2 separate regions of the Sus scrofa genome follow, and region 2 is linked to region 1. A link is a contact called in public Hi-C data. All regions are on one chromosome and are shown on one strand. Each heading gives the region's core, a stretch centred on a gene start, on an enhancer-like site or on the middle of the called end of the contact. The rest is flanking DNA. Distances are from core to core; before and after follow the strand shown. Region 1 has its middle 19 kb from the start of SERINC2. Region 2 overlaps THRAP3 (thyroid hormone receptor-associated protein 3).

Region 1 (3,918 bases), core at 615-3,114:
CCATGAGCTGTGGTGTAGGTCACAGACATGGCTCGGATACCATGTGCTGTGGCTGTGGTGTAGGCTGGCAGCTATAGCTCTGATTTGACCCCTCTCCTGGGAACTTCCATATGCCATAGGTGCCACCCTAAAAAAAAACAAAAAAGGAAGTAATCAAGGAGATGACACAAGCACATAGTAGGGCTCCATAAATGGTAGCCTTCGTGACCATCACTGTCTGCTTCCTGCTGCAGCCCTCCTTGAGAGAAGAGATTTGTCTGCTTGCTCAGAATGCACCCCCAGGGAGTTCCCATCATGGCTCAGTGGAAACGAATCCAGCTAGGAACCATGAGGTTGCAGGTTCAATTCCTGGCCTCACTCAGTGGGTTAAGGATCCAGCATTGCCATGAGCTGTGGTGTAGGTTGCAGATGTGGCTCAGATCTGGTGTTGCTGTGGCTGTGGCATAGGCCAGCAGCTGTAGTTCCGATTCGATCCCTAGCCTGGGAACGTACATATGCCACAGGTGCAGCCCTAAAAAGACAGAAGCAAAAAAAAAAAAAAAAAAAAAAAATGCAACCCCGCAATGTACCAAGCATCTGGAACAGTGCCTGGTACACACAAGATGCTCCAGAAATATGTGTTGGTATAATTGATCTGTATGTTTCTCTCCTGGTATTTTACCCTCTTCCTACTCTCCCCATTCCCCATATAAGCAGGGCATCTGTTACTCAGACTAGAGACCTCCCCAGGCTGGAACAGAAAGAGCTGAGAGCAGAGACACCACAGGCCCTGAGAAGACCCTGCAGGTGGCAGCCAGAGCCCAAAGGGGGACCTACCAGAATGACCCCCAAACCACAGTGTGACCCCCAACTCAGCAGAACAATCCCTGTGCCCTTTACTGTGACCGGGGAGAACTGGAGAAAGACGGTGGCCCCGGAGGGCCATTCAAAGCAAAAAGGACGAGGGTGTCACCAAGGTGTTCCAGGCAGACACATGGCGGGAAACACACACACAGGGCAACCCAAATGCTGGTTCTACTTGCATTCCCATCCCACCTCAACTTCTACATCCCCCTGGGCTGAAGAAAAAGAAAGTTCTACTTCTTATACTCTTGAGTCATGGCCTGACAATCATACCTGGCCCTCAATGAGGAAATGACATCATCATTGCTCACTGACCTCCCTGGGCCTCAGTCTGTCATCCATAAGGGGTGAGGGGGCAGTTTCACATCTCTCCCAGATGCTCTGCAGGTTTCAGGCTTGATAAAAAGCTCCCAAGGACTTAATGTGCTATCTCATGTAATCCTCCCAAAAACCCTGAGAGATAAGAACCACTAGAATCTCTGCTTTACAGATAAGGAAACTGAGGCAGAAAGAGATGGGTAACCTGGTCTGAGGCTGCATAGTTGGTCTGACTGGAGTCCGCATCGCCGATCCCCAGGCCCGCCCCCTTCTCCAAGCACGCAAAGCGGGCAGGCAGAAAGTGACAATGTCTCTGAAACCACGAAGACCTGTGCTGATGACAGCGGGCGGCAGACAGGGTAGGGGTCCCTGGACAGAGCAGAGGTGAAGAGGGGTGTGACTCCGTGGGCGGCCAGTGTGGCCCAGGGAGAGGCGCAATACCATACTAGCCACAGGGACAGCCAACCAGCAAACGGTGGAAAAGCCCCGCCCCCAGGCCACGTTCAGCCGCCTAGGGAATGACCTGGCCGGTGTCAGGAGGCCCAAGACAAGTGCCAGCTCTGCCTCTAGCTCTCAGGGTGACCTCTACAAATCCCTCTCCTCCCAGGGCCTCAGTTTTCCCCGTCTGGCCCCAGTACAGATGAACCAAGGCTGGATGCACAGTAAGGGGACCGAGATAGGATCTGCAGTGCCACCTAGTGGACAAACTGGTGCGTGCCTCCATCAGCTCCCAGATCTCACAGAATCTGGGAGGATCTCACAGAATCGCCCTTCAATCTTGATCCTTGACCCAGAAAACATGGAGGAGGCCCCACCAGTCCCACTGCTGGGCCTCAAAAGAAGGGAAAGGTCAGGAGGAGGCCCAGGGGAGGCAGGAGAATTCCCGGGCCCTGGTTCTGCCCCTCAATTACTGTGTAAGCTTGTGCTCCCCTTCCTTTCTCTAGGCCTGCTTCCCTGTTTCTAAAAAGGGAGTAATAGGATGAAGCCTGATCCAGGAGGCATAAGGCTTGGTTTCCATCCTATTAATGAGCTGTGTGAACTCAGGTCAGTCTTACCCTTTCCTGGGCCTCCGTTTCCCCATCTGCACAAGTTGATGAGGCTAAATGGCCTCAGGACCTCTGGCTCTGACATTTATGTGTTTAGGGAGATTAAGAGCCAGTTCAAGGGCCTCCAAGGAGAACGTCCTTAAAGAAGGACTAGGAGTTCCCATTGTGATGCAACAGGATCATCGGCGTCTCTACAGCGCCAGGACACAGATTGGATCCTTGCCTGGCTCTGTGGGTGAGAAGATCTGGCTGTGGTATAGGTCACAACTGTGGCTTGGATCTGATCCTTGGCCTAAGAACTCCACATGCCATGCTGTGCCCAAAAAAGAAAAAAAAAATTTTTTTTTTTGTCTTTTTGTTCTTTTTAGGGCTGCTCCTGCGGCATATGGGGGTTCCCAGGCTAGAGGTCTAATCAGAGCTATAGCCACCAGCCTATGCCATAGCCACAGCAATGCCAGATCCGAGCCGCGTCTGTGACCTACACCACAGCTCATAGCAACGCCAGATCCTTAGCCCACTGAGCAAGGCCAGGGATCGAACCCACAACCTCATGGCTCCTAGTCGGATTCGTTAATCACTGAGCCATGATGGGAATTCCCAGGAAAAAAAAAAAAAAAAAATTTAAGGAAGGACTAGGCTGAAATCATTTCCCAGGGATTATGGAAGGTCACATGATATTGAATATTTATTCGGGTTTGTTTTTGGTTTTTTGGCTGCCCCCGAAGCATGCAGAAGTTCCTGGGCCAGGGATTGAACCCAAGCCACTGCAGTAACCAAAGCCACTGTAGCGACAATGCTGGATCCTTAATCTGTTGAGCCACCAGGGAACGCATATATTCAGGTTGTTTCTTGTTTTGTTTTGCTTTGCTTTGCTTTCTAGGGCCGATCCGTGGCATATGGAGATTCCCAGGATGGGGTCAAATTGGAGCTACAGCTGCCAACCATCACAGCCACAGCAACACGGGATCCAAGCTGCATGTACAACTTACACCACAGCTCCTGGCAATGCCAGATCCTTAACCCACTGAGTGAGGCCAGGGATCAAACCTGCATCCTCATGGATACTAATTGGCTTCATTTCCGCTGTGCCACCACGGGAACTTCCTCAGGTTTTTAACTTGACAGATTTACTGAGAAAACCCTTGGTGCCAGACCCTGCACAGTGTCTTGTGCCAAATAATAGCATGCAAGACAACCACAATCTTCACCCTTGAGGGAAAATTCACAGCCTAGTCAAGGGCACGGATTAGTAAACATTTACCCTCTTGTCTAAACAAGTACGATAGGATTATGGACAAGTCACAGCCATAGCAGTGTTGGAAAATGAAATATCAGAAGGGAGGTGACATGTGAGTAGGGTTTTGAAGGGTAAGGGTGAGTATAACAGATACTGCTTTTCATTAATTTATTTATTTTTTGGTCTTTTTAGGGCCGCAGGTGCAGCTTATGGAAGCACCACAGCCACAGCAATGCCAGTTCCAAGCCATGTCTGTGACCTACACTACAGCTCACAGCAACAACGGATATTTAACCCACTGATTGAGGCCAGGGATCAAACCCCCATCCTACCCGCATCCTCATGAATGCTAGTCAGGTCCGTTACTGCTGAGCCACAACAGGAACTCCAGATACTGCATTCTTTTAAAATTAAACAATTTTTCCTGCCACATTGGCTTGTGCAATCTTAGTGAAAGTTCTCTCAGATACAGAG
Region 2 (3,918 bases), core at 877-3,376, 4.4 Mb before region 1:
CTGATTCAAACGTACACAAAAGTAGGAAAGAACAGTGTAAGAAACTCAAGTGTATCCATAACCCAGTTTAAAAATTATCAACTCTTTACAGGTGGGCTCAATTCATGGTCAAAATCCTCATAAGTTTGAGTGGATACACCCAGCCTCTGCAGCTATCTCCCCATACCTTTCCCCTAAAAACAAAAAACCCCCAGAATCCTTACATTAAAAAATCCAGGAGTTCCCGTCATGGCTCAGCAGTTAATAAACCTGACCAGCATCCATGAGAATGGAGATTCCATCCCTGGTCTCGCTCAGTGGGTTAAGGATCCGGCATTGCCATGAGCTGTGGCGTAGGTCGCAGACGTGGCTTGGATCCCGCGTTGCTATGGCCCTGGCATAAGCTGGCGACTACAGCTCTGATTAGATCCCTAGCCTGGGAACCTCCATATGCCATGGGAGTGGCCCTAAAAAGACAGAGAGGAGGGGAGAAAAAAAAAAATCCAGACATGAAATGAAGGGACCCAAAAGGCTCAGCTCTATAAGCTTCTCCATGTGTGCTCAGCAAGTAAGTCTAAAAGGAAATTCACTTATCAGCAAATAACAATGATTCCAAATTCAGCTCAAACACAAAGTAAATTCTAGGAGTTCCCGTAATGGAGCAGTGGAAACGAATCTGACTAGAAACCGTGAGGTTGTGGGTTCGATCCCTGGCCTTTCTCAGTGGGTTAAGGATCCAGCGTCACCATGAGGTGTGGTGTAGGTCACAGATGCAGCTCTGATCTGGTGTTGCTGTGACTGTGGTGTAGGCCAGCAGCTATAGCTCCGATTAGACCTCTAGCCTGGGGAACCTCCATGTGCCTTGAGTGCTGCCCTAAAAAACATAAATAAATAAATAAATAAATAAATAAATAAATTCCAAAGTGCAACTTTAAACTATTTCCTAATTACAGGAAGTCCAAAATACCTTTCCCATTGTGGGTTATTTCATCAACTTGTTTTTAGACGTGTGACTACTTCATAACAGCCGAGAGTAGAAAATACACACTGATACACAATATTTTTGAGTTAGCAAGTCAAAAAAGTTAATAAAGCTTCTAATTCTAGAGGCCAAAATCCACTGTAAAAATTGTGAGCTCACTTCAACTGTTTATTTGGCTTCTGGAGAAATATATTTGACAGTGTACTTTTTTTACCAATGTGCTTTTATCCTAACCTTACTATCTACTTCCCTGAAAACAACCTTTTTTATTAATGAGAGCATATATTTTAGTTCAGTTAAGCTAACAATGGACCTGTACACAAAACAAATTCTCAAGTGTTCTTCCTAACAGTTGCCAGGATGGAAAAACTCAAAGGAGAAACCAGTCCAAAAACTTCACAGAAACAATTCAGCACAGGAACCCCTCTGTGTTCAGAAACTGGAGGGTTAAGGGATTGCCAGTAAAGCCCACACCCATTAGAGAAAGTTGCTGTGCCTTGGTTCTCGTGTCAGAGTTACTGCAGAAACAAAAGATCCAACTCTCTACACTGTTTTCACTACATAAAAAAAACTATTTCATGTTAGTTATCCATGGACACATGGATAATTTTTAATTCTCACTTGAACATTAAGAAGCTTCCCTGAGGGTAAACTCTCAAGTAGTTTAAGAGTATATTAATTAAGGAATGGCAAGCCTGACATAAAAGTGCCCATGGATTATTTATAATAATAAAAGAAAGAGCTCCCCACCCCCCTTGGTTAAGAATACTGCCAATGCTGGAAGTAACTGACCAGGTGGATAAACCACCTCTTATCCACAAAGGTTCAATTCCAAGTCCTCCAAACTCAATCTCTGCCCTTCCTTTTCCAGTCTTAACTTCTCTGGATGGTAAACAGGAACACTGCCTTGTTTTTCACAAAATTCAAACTAAACTGCACAGGAAAAAAAAAAAAAAGTGGTAACTTCTGCCATTACTTCAAACTTGAGGAAAACAGGTAATTTCTAACAGTACTGCTACTTACTTTGGGCTCCCCAAAGCAAAACAGACTTGTTCTGACAAGAGTTCTCTTCTGAAAGCCACCAGATCCCTGTGTTCTGTGAGTGGGTGTGGGGCCTGGGCTCCTGTCTCATCGGCAGAGAGCCCGTCCCGCCTCAGAGAAAGTCTCCTTGACTTTGCTCCTTTCAAGCCCAAGCACCAGTCATCAACTAATAAACAACAGCTGCTGCTCTAGCCTGTTCCGCTACTGCAAACTTTCTTCCCTCTCTCCACCCCAAAAATATCAGGACCCTTGTAGGAGGACATAACTGATCTTTTTTGTTGCCACTGGTATGTGATGAAAAAAAAAAAAAAGGCACCAAGCAAGTGTTCAGGTACCTTAAAAGAGAGACATTTATCAAAAATAAACTCATACTGCTAATAAGGGCAAAAACCCCTTAACTGAAGCAGGTGTTTTTTTTAATATAATCTCTCTGTGCCTTTTTTCCCCAAGAATAAAATGAGGGTTTGGAACAGCTCTACCACTGATAAAAAACTTAAATGTCTTCAAACAGACCAGGACATTCTTCATCCTTACTTCAGCCAGATTCTAAAAATGGAATTAAACTAAACTTCCTGCTTTTAAAAAAAGAACCATCCCTCCACTCCCAGCCCACCAACTCTGAAATTTACTACAGAAAAAATCATTTGAGATTCATAACATATTCTACTGTTTTATAAGAACTAGCCCATCTACCTGAAAATAGCTGGCCAGGGACTTGGCCACTTACCTTCTGACTGTACTTATAAACTATCACTTGCATGGGGGCAATCCACTTACACCAAATTCAGGCAGCACCAACCTCACTTGGAAAGACGAGTTTCCAGAGCAAGTCAGGGCTCTGTGACAGACACCTGTCAGGGCGAGGGACACTGCTGCTAGCTTCTTTCCATCACACAGCCAGCAAGAGGTCATATTTCCTTCCAGCTCGTCAGTGAGTAAATTAGTTTCTCTGTTCCAATAACATGGCAAACTCCCCCCTTTCCATCTTTCACTTTTTAAAGGAACAGGACCACATTATTTCTCAGTAACTTGGAAAGGTATGAAAAAGTCAATGAGACAGGCATTTTCCATTCAGCACAACACTAATTATTTCAGGCCTGGTTTCCACACAGGAATAAGAGTTTCATAAATGTTTCCCTTTCTTTCTTTTTTGGTTGCACTCACAGCATGCCAGGGATCTAACCTGAACCATAGCGGTGACAACACCAAATCCTTAACCTCCAGGCCACCAGGAAACTCCCTCATTTTTTTTTCTTTTTAGGGCCACACCTACAGTGTATGGAAGTTCCCGGGCTAGGGGTTGAACTGGAGCTGCAGCTGTCGGCCTACAGCACAGCCACAGCAATGCCAGATCTGAGCTGCATCTGTGACCTACACCACAGCTCGTGGCAATGCCAGATCCTTACCTACTAAGTGAGGCCAGGGATCGAACCTGTATCTGCATGGATTGTCAGCATCTGCATGGATTGTCAGTTGGGTTCTTAACACACCGAGCTGTTTGTTTTCTTTTTTTAAAACATCAGAGAAAATAATGAATAATTTAAGATCAAAATGACAAACCTTTGCTGGGAAACACCTTTATTCATTCTTTTAATCAAAATGCTGTTTCTCTCCCAAAAATTAAAACATATGAAAATCTGGAGTTCCCACTGTGGCACAATGGATTGGCAGCATCTCTGCAGTGCCAGGACATAGGTTCAATCCCTAACTTGGCATAGTGGGTTAAAGGATCCCATGTTGCAACTGAGGCTCATATCTGATCCCTGGCCCAGGAACTTCATATGCTGGAACTCCATAGGCTGTGGAGCAGCCAAAGAAGGAAGGAAGGAAGGGAAGGAGAGAGGGAGAGAGAGGGAGGGAGGAAGAAAAAAAGAAAACCTTAGGATAGCTGGGATATTATGCAATATTCACTGAAA

Evidence for each region. Hi-C and Micro-C count contacts between places; a contact is called where the count stands out from the background.
Region 2: a Hi-C map of skeletal muscle shows a contact between it and region 1, with 11 times the contacts expected there. The contact joins two enhancer-like sites. A contact is called at or near these places in 2 of 47 Hi-C or Micro-C datasets (omental adipose tissue and skeletal muscle).

What each region holds. Positions count from the first base shown.
Region 1 is chr6:87,974,782-87,978,699 of Sscrofa11.1, reverse strand. No RefSeq gene overlaps it. Among named protein-coding and RNA genes, the nearest start is that of SERINC2, 19 kb to the left of the region's middle. Within about 2 kb of position 1,864, at least 32 of the 83 cell types and tissues checked have an H3K27ac peak or open chromatin away from gene starts, as enhancers often do. A contact at or near this core is called in skeletal muscle, where this site is marked.
Region 2 is chr6:92,377,974-92,381,891 of Sscrofa11.1, reverse strand. The region is part of intron 2 of THRAP3 (thyroid hormone receptor-associated protein 3); the gene reads right to left. Among named protein-coding and RNA genes, the nearest start is that of THRAP3, 30 kb to the right of the region's middle. Within about 2 kb of position 2,126, at least 7 of the 83 cell types and tissues checked have an H3K27ac peak or open chromatin away from gene starts, as enhancers often do. A contact at or near this core is called in skeletal muscle, where this site is marked.